Regions from separate parts of the Bos taurus genome. Here region 1 is linked to region 2. A link is a contact called in public Hi-C data. All regions are on one chromosome and are shown on one strand. The core of a region is the stretch at or near the end of the contact, and the rest is flanking DNA. Distances in the headings are between cores, read along the strand shown. Region 1 overlaps TJP2 (tight junction protein 2). Region 2 has its middle 29 kb from the start of TJP2.

Evidence for each region. Hi-C and Micro-C count contacts between places; a contact is called where the count stands out from the background.
Region 1: a Hi-C map of liver shows a contact between it and region 2, with 1.9 times the contacts expected there. A contact is called at or near these places in 2 of 11 Hi-C or Micro-C datasets (liver and skeletal muscle).

Annotation. Positions count from the first base shown.
Region 1 is chr8:45,340,201-45,342,900 of ARS-UCD2.0, forward strand. All of the region lies in intron 1 of TJP2 (tight junction protein 2), which reads left to right. Among named protein-coding and RNA genes, the nearest start is that of TJP2, 27 kb to the left of the region's middle.
Region 2 is chr8:45,283,876-45,286,575 of ARS-UCD2.0, forward strand. No RefSeq gene overlaps it. Among named protein-coding and RNA genes, the nearest start is that of TJP2, 29 kb to the right of the region's middle.

The DNA.
Region 1 (2,700 bases), core at 96-2,595, 56 kb after region 2:
TTTCTGTTCCCCCATCATCTTGTGTGTGTGTGTGGGGAGGATGGGGGAGAGTTTGGGGGTATTGATAGTAGTGGTAAAAGACTATTGATAGATCTTTTGAAAATAAAATATTTGTTGGGTATTACAGGAAGCTCTTCTGACCCCAGGATGTCAAATTATACTATTAATCATGGCAAAAATCTCATGTCACATCCTTGAGTACAGTTGTTTACTGAATTTTACCCATATGCACATGTAAACACGGATTTCAGAGTTAATCAATGCAGTAATTATTATTTGTGTCATAGACTTTACTCAGCCGTATGAAATATATGCATTATGTTCACAAGAGAAAAATGATGTCGTCTTTGGAAACTTTAATTGTAGAATGCTTCATCTGACACCCTATATAAACACAGGACTAAATATATAGTTATGTTTTTATAGTTAGTGACAATATAGTTAGAAGTCAAGCGGCATTTAGAAGGAACATATGTAACACACTGTGGAAGAAAATTATTGGGATAGTCTTGCTGGTCATTAAAGCGTTGGACAGGACTGAGCGACTTTCACTAACAGTTATTAGGCTGTAATTAATAGGTAACGATTAGAATCCAGTTGTAGGTTTTGTTTTGTTGGCCACGGGGCATACAGGGTCTTAGTTCCCCTACCAGGGATCGAACCTGGGTCCCTTGCAGTTAAAGTGCAGTGTCCTAACCAGTGGACCACCAGGAGAGTCCCAGAATCCAGTTGTATCTTTGCCATTGTATATGTTAGAAAAAGCTTTGTTAGAGATGAGAGAATACCGCAGATACTCTAGGTTTTGTCACTTAGCTGAAGGTGAACTGGGGAAATAATGCATTCTAGTCATCAATAGGATTTAGTGAACTTCTCTTCTAGGACTTGTAGCTTCGTGAACCTTTGTTGTTCTGATAAAATAATGTTCCGTGTGTGGTTGTTTGTTTCCATTCACTGAGAGACATCCTAGGTTGTGGGGTTTCTTCTCTGCCTTCTTTTGCAGCGGGCATCTGAGAGGTTGCGTGTGCTGGGCTCAGCAATGGGGAGGAGGGATGATGTACCCATCAGGGGCTACCAGCCCATTCTCCATCCTCGGACGGCTGTCTCCAAATATATCTAGCAAAGCAGAATGAAGTTCTTTGAAGAAATAAGTATTAGCCAAACTAGCCATTTCTGCTTTCGAAAAGGATAGTTCAGAAGAAACTTCCTGGTGAGCTCATTTTTAGTTGCTCCCTTGTCCTTCTTCCCTCAGGCTGAATCAGTTACCTCCTGGCCTGTGATTGGTTAGTGTACACACACCAGTGTTTATTTGAGCCCTTATCACATCTGCCTTATGCCAGTCATTTCCTGTCAGCCATGAGCCCCTCCCTGGTCTGCGTCATCCCAGACACTGACGGGTCACCACGCACATTCACTGAAGTACTGACCACATTTTACTGACTTGATTTGGGGAAGCCTTATTGAATAAAATAGTAAGAATGAAAGACTCATTGAGAACTTAGAAAAGTGGATTCCTAGATTCCTGACATTGATAGAGTGACTGGATGATAGTTTGCCCATAAGAAAAAAATAATGTAGAATTTTTATTAATATACAGATCCTTTCTTCGATGGTGTATAAGCTGTACTAAGAATTAGCTTGGTGACTTTAGCTAAGGCATGTAATTCTATTAATAATTGTCAGTTACTTTCTGGGGATAACTATACTTGATCATCTCTGAAGTCTCATACTGTGCTTAAGATTCTCAGTGTCCAGTGTAAAGCTAGAGAACATTCTAAATTTCTGTTGGTTCTTGTCACCTTGAAGTGCTTTCATACTCCTTAGACAAATTGTGTGTGTTTTCTTTCTCTTTGTTTTCTCTTTGAAGATGAGATTCAGTGCAGTCTGTCTGCAAAGCAGTGTTTTAAGAGTGGCTGTCTTGTTTAGCTCATGAAGTGATGGAAAGATCTATTATTCAGTTGCAGCTTAAATAATGTACCAGCTCAGTAGGTACTGAATTCTCTTCCTCACTCTGCAGCCCCAAGTCAGCAGCTGCAACCATCTCACAGAACTTCTTGAGAGTTCTTTTTCCTTCCTCTTCCTTTTCCCCTCCACCCTTCCCAATGAAAGCTGAATCCTGAGAGCCTCCAGTACCCACTCCCTTCCCTATGGAATCCTCTCCCAGGAGCCACGATGCCTGTAGCATGGGCACAGAAGGTAAGGCAGGCCTGTCACTAGGAGCCCTTTCTGATTTGTTCTTCACCAGTGTACTGGAGACGGCCTCCTGGTGACTGTTGCAAGACCTCTTTCACTGTTACTGACTGACATGAAGTCACTCTCCGGCAGCCACATTTCATAGATGCCTCAGGCACATGGGATTTTTTCTGCCTAACTTCAGGGAGAGCACTTCGCCTGCCTTGGTCGGGTCTGTTTAGTGTCTGGGTGAGTTTTAAGAGGGGAGAGAGATTTGTGGCATCTCAGACATGCATTGAAATTTTCCAGAAATGCAACTGGAAGCATTTGTGCTTTTCCTTCTGTTACTGTGAAGAGTCTAAAAACAGGCAAGTGGCAATATGTTGAAATCAAGAGGTAATGAGTTCACTTTGAACATCAGTGTTTTTTCAGATTTTAATCAGAGGCCGAGAAGGAAATGGCAACCCACTCCAGTATTCTTGACTAGAGAATCTTGTGGATAGAGGAGCCTGGTGGTCGCACAGAGTTGGA
Region 2 (2,700 bases), core at 101-2,600:
AGATATAGTCAGAGAAGTTTACCTTCTATCCTTGTACTTTCCAACTTGCTCCATCTCTCCCAAATTTAATAATTTATCTTTCCACTTAGAAAATACACAAATGTATGTGTTCCTGCTTTCTTAGATTAACAGCAAGACACCATATTCACCTTTACTCATCTTGCCAGCACTGTGTTCCTGACAAACTACTGTTCATCTTTTAAAAACTGTCCTGTCCTGTAGATGCAATCTAGTCACTTGAAATAACTTGTTGATAGGTACTCCCCAAAGTCTAAAGGGTAAAGAATCCGCCAGCAAAGCGGGAGACCTGGGTTCCATCCCGGGATTGGGAAGATCCTCTGGAGGAGGGCATGGCAACCCACTCCTTTATTCTTGTCTGGAGAATCCTTATGGACAGAGGAGCCTGGCCAGCTAGAGAAAACGAGGTCTTAAAGTCAGACAGGACTGAGCACGCGCGCGCACACACATACACAGTCTAAACGAAATGAACTTGAGTTTTACTTATTCCATTACTTCTGGCAAAGGTTTGTGTAAGGGAGGAGGGAAGGGGAGCTTGCCAATCGTAAGCAAATCTGTCTTAACTGAATGAAGGTATGATCTTCCCATGAATATTTTTTGTGTGTGTGGTAAAATACACATAAAAAATGACCGTTTAAACCATTAAGTTGTGCAACCAGCATTTTTCAGAGTTCCAAATTGAAACTCTTCACCCATTAAACAAGTCCCCAAAACCATCCCAGGACCTTTAACAAGACTAAATGAAGACGCACCTGCTCGCCAGTTGCAGGCTTGGGCACTAGGAGGATTCTGCCTTCCCATCTGAGCAGGGATTCCAGCGGAGACCAAGCTAGATCTCGGTTAACGCTCACGCCCTCACCTATTGTCCCAGCGGGAGGAACCGGTATTTCCGGACTGGGGCCTCAGACCCAGTGATCCCGGCTAAGAGTGAGGTTGGTGGAGGAGGGGAACGGAAGCTGATCATAAAAGTTAACTTTCCATCAAAATAATTAACCTGTTTTCCCATCCCCCTCCCAACAAAAACAAAGATCCACCCCCACCCCCCAACCCGCCGCCTCCAGCAAAAGTCGCCAATTGAACACCCACAATGGCCCCCAACCATCGTCCGGTGGTTTTTGAAAAAGTAGAAACGCTGACCAGTTCCTTGCCCACACCCAGGGAGAGGATCAAAAAGCCGAATCAGGTCAAGAATAAAGAAAGCAGCACAGCGAATTCCACTCGCCCTTGGGCGGGAAGAAAGCTCAGCGGTAGTTTTGCAGAGAAGAAAAAAGCCAGACCAGTGAGCGCGCGGGCTGGAGTGACCAGGCAGGCAGTCCCTGCGGCCGTAGCCCCTACCCCACCGCTGGGTGGCGTGTGTGAACCTCGCCCCCGGCTCGGTCCTTCCAGATACCCCAAAGTAAAGCTGCAAGAAACTGCGTTTCTCTGCCCCGGCTCGCACGCTTGGCACCCTTGGGGGCTCGAAGGAGACAGGCGATAGCCTCTGGCCACCCGAGTCCCCTCCGGGCCGCCGCTCTCTCCGGTCGCCCAACCCCCCTGCCCCCACCCTGGATTTTTTTTTTTTTTTTTCCTTTCTCCCAAACCTCCAAACAGGAAATAGCTTGAGTCACAATAATACACGGGAGCGGCGGCCGAGGCCACTCGCACCCGCCCATTCCCCGGGCCGCCTCCAGTACTCCGGCTCCGCCAGGCGCCGCCGGCGAAGCGCGGGGAGCGCAGGGGACATCGGCCCAGCCGCCGGCGTAGTGTCGAAGGCGCCCAAGCGCCGGCCAGATCCGCCTTCACTCTGACCCCGACCGCGCCAGCTTCGGCCGCCACCGGCTTCCAGGCGAGTACCCTCCTCCCTCTCCCTTCCGACCACCGAGCGCCCGCGGGCGTCCCGGCACGGCCCTCCGCGAGGCTGGAGGAGAGCCGCCCCCAGCGCCGCAGCCGCGCTCCGGCAGCGCCGGGACACCTTGCTCGGGTCTCGACTTCGGCTGGGGAGGGCTTTGCGGGGTTCTGGGGGGTGCTCTCTGGATTCATCGTGAGGGAGGAGGTGTGGGGTGGGTAGCGGGAGAAAACGCGAGCTGATGTCAGCCCACGTCCCTGTTGATTCGGAGTATACTTTCTTGGACAGTAACTTTTTTCTCCCTTTTCTGGGGATGCTTAACCGACTTTTGCCTCCCCGATTCCTCCAAGGGATGACAGTCACAGGGTTCTCCTGCGCAGTCGTCTAGAAGGAGCGGCTACAGGTGCCTGCGACCCACTTTCTTTCTCTACCTGGCCTGGAGTTCTCTCCTCAAGGGACGGGAAATGTTTCACTTTCTGTTGAGCTTCTCTTTAACCAGATTAAAAGGGCCTCTCAGTTTGTGTTGGAGCGGTCAACACTCGCAGCGTCCGGAGGAGGCTTTATGCAGGCCGAGGGAGGCGAGGGCTAGTTGAGAGCAGGTGCGGGCTGCCTGCGCAATCACCGCCGCACACCTGAGAGCCCGGGAGATGCTCGTTAGCCCGCGCAGCCCGGGAGCCCCGAGCTCCCACCTCCGCAGGATTTTAGAGAATTGTTTTCCCCACTTTCTGATGCATTTGTAAGGGAGGGGCCGAGTTCGTCAATGTGCTGCGCGTTGTCAGTCTTCAAGGGCTACATTGCAAGGTTCTTCTATAGGGATCTCGGTCAAAATTGAGTTGGACATCTTTGTGTTGGAGAAA